Linked DNA regions of Mus musculus: region 1 is linked to region 2. Evidence: chromatin contacts called from public promoter capture Hi-C data. All regions are on one chromosome and are shown on one strand. The core of a region is the stretch at or near the end of the contact, and the rest is flanking DNA. Distances in the headings are between cores, read along the strand shown.

Region 1 (5,058 bases), core at 2,175-4,674, 240 kb before region 2:
TCGCCCCACCTCTTTTTTCCTATTTAATTCGCTAAAGCAGCTCCTGGAGTAACCAAAGAGAGTAGAAACTAAGGCGTGGCCACTTCAGTTGGGTTTTTTCCCACCTCAAAACCTTTATTTTCAGTTTTTAAAAGCCACCTTAGCCCGCCATATTGGAACTGGCACGGTGTCTAAAGACTCCTTCCCCGCTGCTGTAGCGCTTCCAAGAAAACACAAGTATTGACTGGGCTGGGGACCTGTGTCCGGCCACAGAAAACCAATCGCTTCCCACCCCTCAAATGTTCTCCCTTTCCCAGCCTAATCCCGTTCAGCCGCTCCAGGTAAAAATTTAAAAAAAAAAAAAAAACAACACATCCAGCAGTTCCTGCCGTTGCTTTTTTTTTTTAAAGAGGATTTCACCAAGACACACGCACATAAAAATAAATAAATAAACTCCAGAGCTCGATCCTGTTAGACATTCTGAAAAGGGGCAGGATGAGTGTACACAAGAAAGCCCCAAGTGACAGGATATTACTTCAAAGGGTGATAAAAATGAACAAAAAGGTCGTCCTTGCTAGAGCTCGCTCCGAAACTACTATTGACAATTTCAATTCCGCTGCACAAGGCAAATGTTTCCAATCCGGCGATTCCAAACGTCTGCGCGATTTTTGGGAACAGCCCCTACCCCACCCTTGCTGCTTTCCAATTCTCTCCACGCCATCACTTTCCTCTCTACAACCTCCTAGCCCCCCCCCCCCCCCAATGCACACCAAAAGAGGGAGACCCCGGCTCCGAGGAGACGCGGGAACCCGGGGTAGGTGGCAGAGGAGGCTGCGCCGCTAAAGCGAGTGCATAAACGAGGAAGGTGGGCGGCGGGGAGGGAACAGACTGCACCCGGAGGAGGACGAGGTCACTTTGCAACTCCGGACAGACTCCCGCAAGGCCTGGCTTTTCAGAGCCGGGAGTCGGGGGGAAGGGGGTGGGGAATGAGAAAAAATGACAACCCAGAGCGCAGAGAGGAGTTAGAGGCTTCGCTCAAGTGCTTCTCATTTCCTCTCCAGCCTCTGCGCTTCGGTTTTTCTCCTCCTTCCTCCCCAACCCCCCGCCTCCCCCCTCCACCCAGACTGGCTCGAGCTTCCTTCTTTAAAAAAAAAAAACTAAACTGGGAAAAAAAAAAAAAAAAAAAAAAAGACGCCTTTCGGCACACTCAACCTGCGGGCCAGAGATCTGCTCGCGGGCCGGGTTGGACGAGGGGACCGTGTCTGGGGCGGCGTCCTACCTGATTAAGTTTGTCCTGCCAGGAATGGTGGAACCTGGCCCCCGGGGGCGACCGGAGTGGGCGCGGGTCCGGCTCACCCGCCCTCTCTTGCTCGCTCGCTCTCTACCCGCCGCCTCCCTAGCGCGCCCGCTCGGGTCCTCCAGCTCCCACTACAGCCTCATTCCAATATGGCATCCTCTCTATGCGCATGCCCGGCACTCTTTTTTAAGATTTCTCTCTTTCTCTGTAGAGCGAACTCCTTCAACGACCTTTTTCCAATGCTCGCAAAATGTCTCGAGCCAATTAGCCTGCTCTTCGTGGTAGACTCCTTCTCCCGCCCACAAGGTGACACTCTCCCCCCGCCCACCGCCCCCCCCCGCCTCCCCCCGCCTCTCCCCCCTCCCCCCGCCCAGGCATAGGTAGACACCTCCCCCAGTGAGCACGGACCTCGCCACGAGGACCCCTGGGGCGGTTCCCTTCCCTCCTTTCCTTCAACTCCCTCCACAAGTGATCCGTAGAAAGTTCACACCGCAAGCGTACCCGAACACCCATTTGCCCCGACAACTGGACTCACACCCCAATTTCTCAGCTGTTGTTTGTTTTCTAGGTTTGCAATCCCCTGGTCTACCTAGAGCATAATCTCGTGCTTTACCCGTCCAAGAGTTTTTGAAGTGAGGAGAATGGGGGACCCTAAAAACAAAATCGAAGGTCCCGTCTGGTCTACCCCACCCTGTACTTTAATTGTGCTTTTATATGAAGACTCTCAAAAAAAAAAAAATCTGTTCTTGGGGGAGAGAAGAAGAGGTTTTCTTTGGGCCCGTACCACACCCAAAAATGCTGGGAGTTAAGTTTGGACTGCCGGGGATCTACCAGCTGCAATCTACAGGAATGCGAGTGACGAAGCTCGCTGGGCTTCTGGTGGGACACCTGGCCAGGACAGGTTCCCGTAGGGTGGGGTTTCCCTGGCCCATATCAAGAAAAACCAGGTCCTTCATGATCTATAGGAATGGAGCGGAAGATCCGCCCAATCTGATCTGCGGGGTCTACCCGCACTTTTTCACGGGCGTGGCGCAAGGGCTAATGAGCTTCCCGGGCCTTGGGCGCAATGGTGGTACGGAACACAAACGAAATGTCCCCTATACAGAAAAGCTGGAGATGCCCAGGTAGACAAAACTCACCGTTTATGAAGCTGGGAAGCAGTAGAGCGAATATAGAGCTGGTTCTATCGACTAGGAAACAGAAGACACAATTGCTCAAGGTCTTTGCCTTTACAACCCCGACTTCAAAAAAAAAAAAAAATCTTCCACTCCGTAGTCTTCTATTGCCCACCTATCCCTTACACCACTCTCCGAAAAAACAACTACATACTGAGATTTTTAGTCACCCTCCCTGATCCTAACATCCCAGCGAAATTCCCACACGTGGTTCCCTAGGGAGTGGTGAGGGCTAGGAACCGCCAATAGAGTGACGGGGCCAGAGGCTAACTTTGCGCGGGAGACATCACCAACTATGAGGCTTTAGGTCATCTGGAAGAATCTAGAAGGGAGAAGCGCAGAAATGGCTCTCGCCATTATTGGGCCTCAGGGGTGGGGGGTGGGAGGGAATGGTGGGCGAAAGTCAGAGATTCGGAAAGCGTGGTGGAAGTTACAAAAGACTGAGCCCTGCCAGTCTGAGAATATTTCCTTCACATTTTAGAGAATTCTTTAGCTCTAAAGCGTCTCGCCTTGCCCATACACCTCCGTTTAGTACAGAGCCATCTAAGACCCTGAAGGCCCCAGTCATTCGCTTATCAGTATTCTCTGAGGTTCACACTTTTATCACCCGCCGGAGTTTGCCACTCCCGAAGCTAGCTTCCCGGTGTCCAACTCTTAGGAACACCAATGTATTTTTTGAGCTCATCATCCTTAAGGTCGGAGACTCCTGACGGCAGAAACTTCTCAAAAATAAATTAATCCCGTCCCTGAACATTATTCATCCCATCTACACCCGCAACTGCTTCTTTTATTAACCCAAGGTGGTCTCAGGTGAAGAATCCGAGGATTCCAGAGTGTATGTCCAGGTTTAGGTCTCAAAGTCCCAACTTACCTCTTCTCACTCCTTCAACTCGCAGCTGATCCTTCAGAAAGAGGTGGGAAAGAGGCTCAAAGTCACCTTTAGAGGCTTAGACCCACAAGACCCAACCTGCGCTTCCGTCCAGGGGAGTGGTCAGGGTCCTGTCCTTCCCCCTTCCCTCCCTCCTCCCCCCAATAACCAAGCGCAAAGCACTCTTAGACCGGAATAGCTCTCAACTCACACTAGGTTGTCCAACCCAACTCTCCAAAGCCTCAGGTTGTGGTTGCGTTGGACGCCTTAGGCAGCAGAACTCCTTTGTGCGTCCTAGACCGCCCACCTAGCTCCCAGCTTCCCTACCAGGACTTCCGGGCAGCTCCCCTTTGGAAGGAAATAGAATTTTATCAGTCCACCAGCCACGAGGCTTGAGTTGTAACCTACCAACGCGGTAAGGGTTGCGGGTCTATTTCCTGGTTTAAAGTTACGATTGCCCACTGAACGTTGTTCCATCAAAATTTTTAAACACACACCTGATTATCTTACCTGATTCGACAAAGTAATTAAGCAATCTCTATATGGTTGATATTCAGACCCACATTATGTAATTCTGCCCAAGGATCTATAGCAAATGGCGCGGAGTTCCACCCACCCATTCATTCATTCATTCATTTGTGTATTTATCTATCTACCTGTCATGATTAAGAAATAAAAAACATTGCGCTGTCACTGCACGTAGTGGCCGCACTGTTTACACAAATTACTCCAATGATGTCTACAGCAAACGGTCTCCAAGTTCAATATCCTTTACTTTTAATTCACTCTTGGCACATGGCTTTTCTTATGTCCTTTGGCTTTTCTTTGTGATCGTTGCTCCTGCTGCTGTTGTTGTTTTGTTTTTTGTTTCTTTTTAACCCACCTCCCACTTTTATCCCAGGGCACCCAAAAGGCAATGAAAAGTGGCTAGCAGGTTCCCTCCGAAGTTAAAGGTACTCCTTCGTCCCGTTCCAATGCCGTCTAATTTCCACTTTCATTTCACAACCAGACCCTTTAGGGATGTGTGACTCCAAATGCGGGACCCACTCCAAATCAATAAAACAGTAACCACTGCCAAGAAATAAAGAAGTAGAGAAAGCAGAGACTGCCTTTCCAAAGACAAAATGCACTCCAACTCAGGAGAAGTCATGTTCAGTCTCACGATTAATAGTACTAAGTGATTCACTAAAAAATAATTAACACTTTCTGAAAAATCTCCCTTCAAATAAGTCTCTGATAGCACTGACTATATATGCTCTTGCATTCCTAAATTCTGGCTAAGCCATTCATTTCACCACTGTGTTAAAAAGTAATTAAATTAGTTTTGTTAACTGTAAGATATGTATATGCTCTTCCATTTCTCTAATGTCACAGAAAAAAATTAGAAAAGTTCACAGAGGAAAAGTTTCTCCTTTATATTCTGTAAATTCCTAAGAATCATGTCATGAGAACTTACAAGGTTAAAAAAAAAAACTGTGTGTTTATATTTATATTAGAGGCATGTAGTGGTTTAAATCTTGTTGCGTTATAAGTAATAAATAAGTGTTGTGTATTTGTTGAGCCGCATGTAGTCATTTTTTTTTACATGCTCATTTCCTTCAAAAGCAAGGAAGAATCCACTTTCCACAGACTCTTTGTATCTAAATATTTCTTAAAGATGCAGGTCATGGAAGCTTACATACAAGCAGGAGAGCTAACAGCCAAAACCAATATTTGACAAATGTGTGCAATCTTCTCTT
Region 2 (5,150 bases), core at 2,357-4,856:
AAAGTGAATATTCCTGTGGTCTTTATAATATTGATTTTCGTCTTGTAAATCATGAACACTTGCAACAGTGAGAAGCTTCAGTTCACTACGTTATCAAGGCCTGGGCATAGAAGGTGGGGAGGAAGGGTCACAGGTTCAGGACCCAGTGACCTGAACATACACGCCCTTCCCAGTGAGAGTCGCCGAGTTTCCAAACATCAAGAGAGAGCAAACACGGTGTTTTTTCCTGGAGACCTTGGCATTTGGAGACAAGCTAACACCATGAAAAGGGAAATATGACCCACACTGCTCCACATTTGGTTTCTTCAGAGACAATTCTGAATATCAATTTAAAGTCAGTGAAGATATGGTAGTGAATGAAAGGGACTAGATAGAATACTAAAAATATATAATTATTTATGAAAAATGTGCCATTGGGCCTAACTTGTCCTAAATCATTTTCTCAATGGAGAATGCCAAGCCGTAGCAGATCCTTCTCATGAGGGCTTGGTATTAGTTCACCCAGACCACCCAAGAGGGGATGGGGGGCCCCTGTTCTCTCCCACTATACTTGAAATTATACTTAGTTATAGTCTGCATCCAAGTGTCCATATTTTGTGATAAGGAAAGTAAAATTCTGCTAGGCTGGGACAATACACAAAATGTCCTCAGTGTTTAGGTCTCCCTGGTCTACAGTAAATAAATAACTTCATATGTTAACCAGTGTGCAAAATCAAGGAGATAGGAAATACATGTAGATGAGTTACTTGTTTAGAAGAAACCAAAGAGAAAGAAAAGTAGCCATATGACAAAATAATCTATGGTGAAAAAAAAAACAAAAAACAAAACAAAGCAGTTGAACAAGTCTTTATTTGCTCTTCACGATAAGCAGAAAAACAGACTGCCAGGCACTGAGCTAAGATCTGCTCTTCCAAATCTGAAGCAAAGAAGTGTTGTGGGTAAGTATAGCTAACGATTGTGGAACTCCATCTTTTTGTGCCCAAGTGTCTTCACACCAAAATCTATATTCCCTTGCATGAACATGATTTGCAAACATTATTTACTGAGCATTTAGCAAGTTTGCAAAAAATTTAATTTATTTATTTACTTTTATTATTTTGAATTGCGTATGTGGGGCGTGTGTATGTGCATGTGTGTGTGTGCATGAGTATGAACATGTGAGTGCAGGTGTCTACTGATGCTAGAGGTGTTGGAGCCCTCTGGAAATGGTTTCGAGCAGCTTGCTGTGGGTACTAGAAACCAAACTTGGGTCCTCTGAAAGAGCAGCGAGTGGTCTTAACCACTGAGCGCGCACTTTTCCAACCCCGGTGCCAAGCATCCCAGATACATGACCATATTTAATGGTCTAAAGCTTGATGATGTAGAAGGCGATTAATGTCCTAGCTCAAGCTGTCATAAGTAAAAATACTGTGAGCTGAGCAGATTGAATAATAGAAATTTACTCTTCACGTTCTAAAGGATGAATGTCTAAGATCCAGTTACCATTTGGTTAGCTTCCCATAGGAAGGTCCTTCTCGATCTATGCACTGCTGCTTTCTTATTGAGTCTTCATGGGGAAACTTATAAGGACACAACTCTTACTGGATCACGGACCTCACCCCTCTGACATCATTTAACTGTCATTTTTTTCTTTACTCTTGCTATAGTAGGTGTGGTCTATGAATCTGAGAGGGACACAATTCAGTCTACAGCAATGGGAGATGATGCTTATCCCAGAGTGAGCAAATAGTAGAAGCAGGTGTGACCTAAAAGGACAGATTTTTAACTACTATTGTAAAGGGGAAATTCTAAGTTGCCCCAAAGCTAGACAATCCGATAATCACCATGATGTCTTGGCTATTTATCTGTCTATATGATTTTCTTACAGCTGTCAACACACAGCCTCATTAGTCAGCACAGTGCTTTCATTAGTTGGCAATAATTAGCACACACACATCTACATATCAAAGGTAAATGCTTGGAAAGTGTGCATTCCTACCATTTCATATTGACATCTAGCATTTTATGTGACTAGCTCATGAACCAACTGTCATCTCAAGCTGGCTGCACTGTCTTTGCCTTGGTCCAGGACCTCAGGCTATCTCAAAAGGAGTGTCAGTCTCTGAAGTAGGTCCTTGAGTTCATGCCTTGCTACATTCATCATCTGAGCCACACCCAAAGTGTCCTTTATTAAAAGGGGGTACCATCTGTCCTCTCCCGTTCTATCTCTATTGAGGTCTTTCTGCCTGGAGTGCAGAATCCAGGCTCCTCTGGCCTGATACTTGTGTTCTCATTTGCCTATTCCTTCTTCTTTCCCTCCATCTCCTGACATATTGATATATCCCCTCTTCCTTGGGTCATGCTCATCCTGCTTCCTAAGAGCATTGCTACAATGAGCCTGTAGCAATCACCCCTATCCTTGTAGACCCAGCTAATAAAGCCCCACCTTCTCTCCACGTCTCCAGGTCAGTGGATCCCATCCTTGTACTGCGCATGACCTAGTTTGTCCCTCATCCAGTGCATTTCTGTCCTACTCTGCTACTGTAGTGAGTGATCCCAGGATGATCCCCATGCGTTCTCTTATGGATTTGGTACCCAGTACATAATAAAGCCTCCACTGAGGTGTGCACTATGTGAGTTAAGTCTATTAACTGTCCCCGCTAGGTGCTTAGCTCTCTCCCTTTATTTACCAACGGGCTTGTTGTCCATCTTTTGAAGATATGGATTTTTCATCCTGTTTTCTCTTTAAATCCCTTCCCAGAAGTTAGGACATGGTGTTGTAATAACATAGTAACAATTTTACAATTCATAGTTTGTATTCTCACCGTATGACTCACAAGAATGACGGAACCACTATGCCAACAGAGATGAGGAGCAGCTAGAGGGGGACACTTCAGTTCATGAATATTTTCCCTGAGAAGTGAGCCCTGGTCCCCTGCATCAACCTCCCCTGTTCCTTGCATGTAGCAACTGCCCAGTTATCAAAGTGAGAGGGGAAGAAGGGAACCATGAATTCTCTTTTCAGAGAATCACTCCATTTCTTCTCTTATTTTTTCTAAATGCCTCTTGTTCTCTTTTTAATGTTTTTTGATTAATTTATTTTGTGTGTGTGTGTGTGTTGTATTGATGTGTGTGTGTGTGTGTGTGTGTGTGTGTGTGTGTGACTGTGTGTGTCTGTGCACCAATATGTGGGTGCTGGTAATTGAACCTGGGTCCTCTGCAAGAACAGCCAGTGCTCATAATCACCGAGACATCTCTCCAGCCCTCCTGCTGCTATTTAAACAATTTTTTTTTTTATCTCCAGACACTGTGAGTTTAGCTCTTCTTTCTGGGTTACTTCCTTAATATAGTGCCTTACTTGAACATTTACAGAGGGTGATAATTATCTTCAAGTCTCTCTGATTTTGAGATCAATTAAAATCAACAAAATCAAGGGTAGAGGAATGCACAACCGATCCTGGCCTTGCTGTTTGACCCTGACTCATGCTCACAGCCCAGGAACTGCTCCTGGCCTTGCTGTTTGAATAACCCCAGCTTTCCCTTCCACCCCCACAGCTCAGGTTTGAGTTCCAGAACAAATATTTGTCCTGAATTTGAGCAAAGTTAGTGCTCTTTCTTCTTTTTTCTTCTTTTTAAAACGATCTGCTCTCATCAACAGACAAGTTCCTGCTAACCTGGTTCCGTAGGTGGGGAGTTCTCCCCAGACCATCTGCTCGGGGGAGCTTGGCACAGATGTCCAGCAAAATGCAGCGGCCTGTGTGCCTTCTCATCTGGCTGTTTCTTCTGGAAGCACAAGCCTTCGAAATCCCCATAAACGGAAACTCAGAAGTAAGTACTGTTGCAGGACTCCTTGCTATTGGCCTGGACAAACAGGCTGCAAATGGCTGAATGCCATTCCTAGTCAATGAACTTGCTCTGAAATAGGACAGAAACTTGAGAGAATGTTCTTCCTCCTGCTGCCACGTCCTGATTATGATTATGAAATGCAGCTGCTTACTAAGACATTATCAGATTTTTGTATGAAAGTTAAATCAAATCCGGTGGTCAGATATTTATGTAGCATTTATAGAGCATAGTTGCCCACTCCTTATATAAAATCATATGTAATAACAGACCTATTCCAAACTTCAGTGCCAATTAAGAGGGGTATGTAAACTACCAGGTACCATACATACAGGTACCATACATGGACTAGTACTGCGCAGTGATTGCTAGTCCTGTTAGTTAGAAATAATATTGTTACTCTTTTACTTAGCCATTCTCAAAGCATCATTGTCTTTTATATGTAAGCGAACAATTATTTTTGTAATAAGAACAAATTAAGTATTCTGAAAAAGAAGGCGGCAACAGAGCTGGCAAAATTCAGGAATGACAGCCATGGGTTTCAGCTCTCCACTTGAGACCGTCAGACACCCCAGTATAGCAGAAACTTTTAACTGAGACATTCTGAATATCATATTAGAGCTACTTCTGGGCTGGCAGAGAAACATGTGTTACAGGATTATTTTAGAGAATACCACAGAATGGACTGCACAGAAAAATACTGAAGAAAAAAAAAAACCCAGTATGTTTTCAGGAGAGAAAATCACTCTGCTTAGAAACTATCATATTTTCCAACACTTTGGAAACCACAAGAAAGTGTCAGAAATCTCACATTGAGGGTAAAACACCCAAACATGTTAGTCTTTTTCTGGTAATTTCTAAGCAGCCCTTTTTTCATACATTTGTTGATTAAGTCCCCCTAAATCCATCCAGGTACTCTCCTGGGAACCTTTTATCATCTGATTACATAGCTGCCCTATCACGTTCAGGCAAGCTCAAACCTGAATTCTCACACCCAACAAATTTGAGACTTCACTAGCAAATATACATATTAAAGAAATTGTTGTATCAAAAATAAGATAATCTAACAACAGAGGAATGAATATAAAGAAATAGTATAATGAATGCCTCTTTACAGTAGATGACTTTTAAAAGAAATGAGCATCCACAATTATCTTTTTTAGTTTGCAGAATACAGTGATCTTGTGGAACTGGCCCCAGATAAACTCCCATTTGTGCAAGAGAATGGAAGACATCAGGTAGAGTAAACTCAATTCCAAATGGTGAAAGTAAGTGTAAGAGACCATGAATGGAGACAAGATAAAAGATGACTCTATTTTCTTAAAAAT

Evidence for each region. Capture Hi-C pulls out chosen DNA fragments and counts their contacts.
Region 1: a promoter capture Hi-C map of adipose tissue shows a contact between it and region 2. The contact joins the promoter of Sfmbt2 here to the promoter of Itih2 in region 2. A contact is called at or near these places in 2 of 39 promoter capture datasets (hippocampal neurons and neutrophils), 2 of 484 Hi-C or Micro-C datasets (embryonic stem cells and muscle stem cells) and 4 of 9 other capture datasets (adipose tissue, embryonic tail, liver and 1 more).

Annotation. Positions count from the first base shown.
Region 1 is chr2:10,368,817-10,373,874 of GRCm38.p6, reverse strand. Sfmbt2 (Scm-like with four mbt domains 2) reads right to left here and starts at 3,424. Exons shown (of 23, transcript NM_001198808.1): 1 at 3,323-3,424.
Region 2 is chr2:10,129,139-10,134,288 of GRCm38.p6, reverse strand. Itih2 (inter-alpha trypsin inhibitor, heavy chain 2) reads left to right here and starts at 3,606. Exons shown (of 21, transcript NM_010582.3): 1 at 3,606-3,807; 2 at 4,986-5,060. The coding sequence starts at 3,712.